Linked DNA regions of Mus musculus: region 2 is linked to region 1. The links are chromatin contacts, called in public ChIA-PET maps. All regions are on one chromosome and are shown on one strand. The core of a region is the stretch at or near the end of the contact, and the rest is flanking DNA. Distances in the headings are between cores, read along the strand shown.

Region 1 (3,625 bases), core at 911-3,410:
ACCTATGTCCACTCTCAGGGCTGCACATTTTTGGGTTTACTCCCCAAAATGCCATCGACCAAGAACCAAGTGTTCAAAAGCCCAAGACTATGGGGACACGTCTCTTTCAAAGCACCACACACCAAAGAATCCAGGGCACAAAAGAAAAATCTGGACAAATTAGACCTCAGAACCAAAACTAAGTTAGATCTAAGAGCCAAAACTCTGCATCAAAGGCTCCAGTCAAGAGTGAAATGCCCACAAAACAGAAGTCTTCCCTGTCATTCAGGTGACAAAGAACTAATATCCAGATAGGCAAAGGACTACACCCCAACCCCATCGCCATCACTGCCCAGATAGATGAAGGACTTGAAGGAATAGTTCCCTAGAGGAATATGCAGGTGGCTAATAAGCACTTGATAGGGTTTTTCAGTGCCAATGAGATGTCTCAATAGGTAAAAGGCAGTTGGCACACAAGCAGGTGACCTCAGTTCAATCCCTAAAACCTACATAAAGGTAGGAGAAAACAGACTACACAACACTGTCCTCTGACCTCCACACACGGGCAAGCTGACCCCACACAAATACACGATACCACTGGTGGTAATAGAATCCTTTTCACTCCTCATCACCATGGAAGTGCAAATCAAAACTGGACCACTCCTATCAGTATGGCCACTATTAGAGTAAAAGAACAACAAAGTAAATGCTAGGCTGTGAAGAAGTCAGAGCCTGGTGCAGGCTGCCTGGGAATGTGAAACAAGGTAGCGGCTAATGGGCTGCGGGAGAACAAGGTGCTTCCTCTAAAGATTCACAGCAAGCCCGACTTAGGATTCTGTCACTCCACTTCTGGATAGATGCACAACGTAACTGGAAGCAAGGTCCTGAACCTCCACGTTCATAGAGGCATTGGATACTGTGGCCAAAGACTGGAAATAAGCCAAGTGTCCATGGGGAGTTGAATGGACAAACAAGATGTGTGTGTTTGTGTGTGTGTGTGTGTGTGTGTGTGTGTGCGTGTGCGTGTGCGTGTGTGTGTGTGTGTGTGTGTGTGTAGTCTCTCAAAGGAAGGAAATCCTGACACACGCTACAATGCAGATGAACCTTGAGCATCTCTGTTGGGTGCAAGAAGCTGCAAATGAGGAAAGCAAGACTGCACTTGGGTAAGGTACCTGGAGCTGTTAGTCAGAGGGACAGAAAGTTGATGATGGTTGCCAAGGGCTGAGGGAAGGAGATAGGAAGTGGTTAAATGGGTAGAGATGCATAAGATGAAAACGAGTTCTGGTGACAGATTTCACTCCTGGGTCAATGGCCTTAAGACTACTGAACAGGGGTGGGGGATGGCTTGCCTGGTAAAGTGCTGTGGCCCTCACTACCACATAAAGAGGTGTGATAGTGCCCAACTGCAACCCCAGCATTCAGAAAGTAGAGGCAGGAGGATTATGAGTTCAGAGGCATCCTCAGTTACACATCAAGTTTGAAGCCAGATTGGGGATACTATGGTTAAAAGAAAAAACAATCTTTTTAAGGCTATTGAATGGTTCCTTCAAACATAGTTAAGATGGTATGTTACATGGTACGTGCATTTAACCACAAGTGGAAAAAATAAATTTGGTGTGATATTACACAGAAATGTCAATTCTCCATGAATCCCAGTCTAGAGTAGTGAGTGGTTCTTAACCTTCCTAATGCTGCAACCCTTTAATATAGTTCCTCCTATTGAGGTGAGTCCCACCCATAACATTATTTTCATTGCTACTTTGTAACTGTATTTTTGTTACTGTTTTGAATCATAATGTAATTGTCTGTGTTTTCTGGTGGTCTTAGAGAACCCCTGCAAAAGGGTCATCCGACCCCTCCAAGGGGTCAGGACCCATAGGTTGAGAGTGTGTAGGAAGGATTAAGGGAGGCAGAAGGACCAGGGAAGGAGGAAGGTGGGCAGACAGAAAGCTGGCTTGCTGTTTGCAACTGTGTCTTCTCTATCTCACACTATGCTAGGCAGCTCCGGCTGCTGATTTCATTTAATTACCACAGTCTCCTGAAGTGGTTACCCACAATTCCTGGGGCCCAAGGAGGTTAAGCCATTGTCATTCATGTTTCTGTCACCACAGGTTCTATGACCTGAGCTGGAAACACATCCAAAGCTGGTCTAACTCCGAAAGCCCACGTTCTTCCTCCACACTGTTCGTGGGAACTCAGTCCCACCCTTTGCTAGACAGATAAAGGTCTGCATCCTTGGTGTGTGCGCATGTGGGTAGAGAGATCAGAGAACAACTTGCAAGATTCAGTTCTCTTCCTTCTGTTATGTGGGATCAGGCTTGGCAGCAAGTCGTCTGTTCCACTGAGCCATCTCTCTGGACCAGTTTTTACAACTTTTTATGAAGCAGACACTGATTTAAGACTCCTGTTTAGTCCAGTCCAGAACTCCCCAGAACACTGAGGGACCATTTACTACAAATTGGTGCTATCTTTCCAAATGTACAGAGAAGGGGAAATACACATTTCTTTAAACAGAGAGAAACAGGTGCACCTATACAGGCACTCTAAGCTGAAAGCCACATACCCCCACCACAGAAATACACACATATATTTAATTTAAAATGATAAAAATTAATTTAAAAAAATCTCAATAGACATTGGGTAGAGTTGGAATTACGGCTGACTTAGGTTAAGTCCCCAAGTGAATATGCACCCTTATGGGGTGTTTGATAGCCTCTGCGTTCTCCTTTCATGGAGACTGGTGGGGTGCATTTGCTGAGATGGAAAAGCTCAGCAAGAAGAGGATTTGTGGGGGTGACAAAGGAAAGTTCTGCTTTGTCCAGCTGCACCCTCTCCTGACCGCAGGGAGTGTCACCTATCTACATTTGGGGTCTCACAGGTTAGCAGCCAGTGACGAGAGGGATCCTGTTAAGACAGAAGTGAAGGACCCAGGAGCTCACGGCACCGTGGAGAGTTCTATGATCATAGAGCAAGAAAACCCAACAGACTCCACTGAGAGGAGGAAGGCAGGTGACAGGCAACTCGCTCGGGGAGTTTTGCTTTGAAGTGTTTGGAGCATCTCAACTGCAGAGTTTCTTTTATTCTGCTTTATCTAGCAGAATATCTTTATCTAGTTTCTGGGAATTGTGGCCAAAAGAATCTTGAGATTTTCCCAATTGTTCTTTTATTAAAACATTCGGATTTCTCCAGGCACAGTGACATATGCTTTTTGATTCCAGAACTCAGGAGGCAGACAGGCAGGTAGCCATGTTTCAGGGAAGCAAGACCACGATAACCAGTGCTGCATAGTGAGGTCCTGTTTCAAAATTTCTATACGTATTTGTATTTCCATCTAAACAAAATCACATGCCAATATGCTAATGACAATTATCTCCAAGAGGAAAAATTAGACATATTCATCTCTAAACATTTTATAATAATTGATATTTTATACCCTAGTTTTGTTTTGAGACAATGTTCCAGCTAGCCCAGGCTGGCTTCATAAACTCATCCCCAGTCATGAATGACCATGAACTTTTGTTCTTCCTGCCTCTACCTCAACAGTGCTAGGAGTTCAGTCGTCACCATCACACCTGGTTCCTGCGGTGCTGGGGATCTCGACCAGGACTCTGTGTATGCTAGGCAAGCCCTCTGCAGCTGGGCTACC
Region 2 (3,933 bases), core at 909-3,408, 480 kb before region 1:
TGTCTCAAAAACAAACAAATAACAACCACAAAAAAATACAAAAAAAAAAAAAAAAAAAAAGCTGGAGATGGTTGTGTGTGCCTGCCTTTAATCCCAGTACTAGGGAGGCAGAGACAGGAGGATCTCTGTGAGTTTGAGGCCACTTTGATATGTATAGAGAATATCAGGCCAGCCCACAGACACACTGAGACCCTACCCCCAAAAACAAACAAAACAAAACAAAAAACAATTAGTTATTGAGGTCCAACTAAAGGAAGTCAAGTTGAGGAAACTTTTAGTTTTTTAGTGAGTATGGTAAGTAGACTTCAATGATTGCCAGCTCTGGCTACCCATGCCTTTATATAGCCATATTGCCTTTTGAATAGGCATTTAGTGTCAAGTGTGTGTGTGGGTTTGGGTGTGTGCATGCAGCCCAGCTGGCCTCAAACTTTCTGTGAGGTTGGCCTTGAACTCTCCATCTTTTTGCTCCCATCTCCCAAGTGTTGGGTTCTGGACCAACCACACCCAGCTTAGTAATTAGGTTCTCAGGAATGGCTAATGCGATAAGCTGAATGGCTGTTAACGGGTTAGCTGGTGAATGATGGATTTGGGAGTAGACTCTTTTCCTGTTGAGTCTTCACAGGAGAACCCGGATCCCGAGCCGTCTGCTAGACTCTGCTGGACATAACTGTGGCCATTTTGAGCTGCGTAATGGCTCAGATCTTATTTGTTTTGTGCATCTGAATCTTAGTAGGAGCTCAGGATGGCTCTGACCCTATGCTTTGGCCTTCTGAATACGAGGATTCCATACCTGTGCCACCATATCCCACAGGTTTGGATCTTAAATGTCCCCTGAAGGGCATGGATTGAAGGCTTAGTCAAGGTTAGCTGGTGGGAGAAACCTTTAAAAAGTGGAACCTAATAGAAGTTAGGGCACTGGGCTGAAGAGATGGCTCAGCTGTTAAGAGCACTGACTGCTCTTCCAAAGGTCCTGAGTTCAAATCCCAGCAATCACATGGTGGCTCACAACCATCCGTAATGAGATCAGATACCCTCTTCTGGTGTGTCTGAAGATAGCTACAGTATACTTAGATATAATAATAAATAATTTTTTTTTTTTTAAAGAAAGAAGAAGTAACCTGGGCACTGACAACCTTTGAAGGGAAGAGTGGAACCTTGGTGATTTTTTCTTTTGGTTCCTATCCAACATGAGGTTTTGCTCTGCAACCTCTGCTCTGCCACAGCCCTAGAGCACCAGGGCAAGCAAGCGTAGCTAGTGAGTTAAAATATAGCTTGCCTTGCCAGGCACGGGGGTGCACACCTTTAATCCCAGCACTCGAGAGGCAGAAGCGGAGGCAGCTGGATCTCTGTGAATATGAGGTCAGCCTGGTCCACAGAGTGAGTTCTAGGACAGCCCAGGCTACACAGAGAAACCCTGTCTCAAACAGACTAACTAATCAAGTAAATAAATGAAGCTTTCCTTAATAGTTAGTTTATTTGGATGCTGGGGTTGCACCATGGGAAGCCAAGCAAGGCAGGTCAATCACAGAATTGCTCCAAAGTAACCGAGTCTGCTTTCTTGGTAAATTATACACAGATACAAACAGCTAAGGCAATCTACGGAGTTGTATGACCTGCACCAGGAATGTGCTTCACTCTTCCTTTGGTTAAGGTGAACCAAATACATTTGATCTTGAATAAAAACACTTTGTCCTAACCAAAATACACACCCTCCCTCACAGTGATCTGCTTATTTTAGCTACTACTCAGAATCTGATTCTGTCAGCAAATCTTCCCTACCTCCCAATAAATTCCACTTTGTACAGAGTTAAATCTGTTGAATAAAATATTATATAGATCCTGGCAGCGGGTTTGCTACACACCTCAACGCTTTACATTCGAGAATGGAAGACCCACACGCACAGCCTTTATATTTTGACATGCTTTAATCAGCTCTATCCTAGGCCACTGCCCAACCTCCACGAAATGAATCCACCTCCTGCTAATAATCCCGAGTTATTACTTACTAAACTCTAAATTCTATCTTGGCTGCTCTGGACCCAGAGGGATCTCTCGGCTTCTTCACATGGCCGCCAAGCCTCTCTGTCCTGAACACTCTGAGGCTTGGCATCTCTTCTCTCTTCCACACTCTCCTGCTATGGTGGATCTCCTCCCCCTTCTCTCTCTTGCCAATCCCAAACCCGGAAATCCTAAAGTCCCGCCTCTGTCTGCCCTGCCCAGCCATTGGCTGCCCGCATCTTTACCAATCAGAACGAAGCAGGGTCAGGTTCCCAGAAGCTTTGTGCAGACACTTGTGTAAGCAGGTTTTTTGGGGGGGAGTGTAATTAGCGTTAGTGGGCCAAACCCACTACATAGGTCTGTCCTTTATTCATTGGCGTTGTGGCACTTTTGTGGCTAGCCTGAATTATACACGGTGAGACTCAGCCCTCAAACAAAACCAGTAAAATCACATGACCCTGCCTCTCCTCCAACCTGGTCCCGTGATTCACTGAACCAAACTCAGATGTTATTCTGTTAATTTACCATCTAGTTAAATTGAGAATGCAGGGATTCTCTGAGCAGTTTTATGGGTAGTTAATCTGTTACAGGGATGAATCTCTGAAGATACACATGAAGAATACCAAGTAGGAGAACTTAGGAAAGGTGGTTTACGGCCATGGCAAGCTAAATGTTAAGGCAGGAATTTGAACCTGCACCCTGGAGCTGGCTGGCCTGTGTTCTAACACCCACTCTACAGTTTGTAAGCTGTATCGCTTGGCTTCTCAACTCGGTGCCTCAGTTCCTTGATTCACACAATAATGATGACGATATTTATATGTGACTTACAGGATTATTGAGAGGCTTAAAAAGAATATGCATAAGGTGCTGAGAGCAATGCTCAATACATAGTTGGTGTTTAATAAGTAGCCAAATATTAGTTATTTTTGTTTGTTTGAAACAGGGTCTCACTATGTGCTCCTGGCTGGCCTGGAACTTGAAATGTAGAACAAGCTGGCCTCAAATTCAAAGAGATCCACCTGTCTCTGCTTCCTGAGTGCTGGGGTTAAAGGCATACACGACCATACCAAGCCTTGTGTTTTGAAACACAGCCTCACCTTGTCTCTGAGGCTGTCCTGGAACTCAGTATATGTCATCTAGGCTTGCCTTAGATCTACAGTCTTCCTGCCTTCATTTCCCCGGGGCTGAGCTTCCGCATGTCTACCATCAAGCTCTGCTAACCTGTGATTCTTTTCTTCAGTTACCTTGGAATTTATTCAAACTAGGAAAAGATCATGTTTACATGTAATACATACTCTATTCTTTAAATAACAATTATGACAAACGCCAGAAAGAATTAAAGAATGCTGCAGTTACAATCTCTATGAAACATCAACATCTTGTATTTTACATAATTAAAGAAACATACCACTTTTAAAAATACAGAGACATGGCTTCATGTGGGCATGGGGATGCAATTGACTTATTTTTTAAAACTTTATTATTTAAAAATGTAAATAAAATACAATTTAGAAAACAAACAAACAAAAAAGTCGGGCAGTGGTGGCACATGACTTTAATCCCAGCACTCGGGAGGCAGAGGCAGGTAGATTTCTGAGTTCAAGGCCAGCCTGGTCTACAGAGTGAGTTCCAGGACATCCAGGGCTACACAGAGAAACCCTGTCTCAAAAAAAATTTTTTTGTGCAATATTTCTACAAATAATTGAATTAGATCTAAAACTGCCAAGTTCACTTTCTGAGGAGGCCATGCAGAAGACAAATTACTGCATAATATAATGTCTATAAGTCAGTTTGTGGTCAGATCCTCCAATTACTAAGATTTAACTCTGTGGGGATACACAGTTGAAGCCAGAACACTGGAATCCTCTTTCTAGGAAATTATATTATCATCTTGCTTAGACAACAAATGGACGATCTCCCTGATGACTTGCTTCT

Evidence for each region. ChIA-PET counts read pairs in DNA pulled down with a chosen protein or histone mark.
Region 2: an RNA polymerase II ChIA-PET map of memory CD8 T cells shows a contact between it and region 1, with 5 read pairs. The contact joins two enhancer-like sites.

What each region holds. Positions count from the first base shown.
Region 1 is chr11:68,462,891-68,466,515 of GRCm38.p6, reverse strand. The region is part of intron 1 of Pik3r5 (phosphoinositide-3-kinase regulatory subunit 5); the gene reads right to left. Among named protein-coding and RNA genes, the nearest start is that of Pik3r5, 33 kb to the right of the region's middle. Within about 2 kb of position 2,160, at least 23 of the 459 cell types and tissues checked have an H3K27ac peak or open chromatin away from gene starts, as enhancers often do. A contact at or near this core is called in memory CD8 T cells, where this site is marked.
Region 2 is chr11:68,938,091-68,942,023 of GRCm38.p6, reverse strand. It overlaps a transcript of Arhgef15 not described here. Among named protein-coding and RNA genes, the nearest start is that of Gm51902, 10 kb to the right of the region's middle. Within about 2 kb of position 2,158, at least 351 of the 459 cell types and tissues checked have an H3K27ac peak or open chromatin away from gene starts, as enhancers often do. A contact at or near this core is called in memory CD8 T cells, where this site is marked.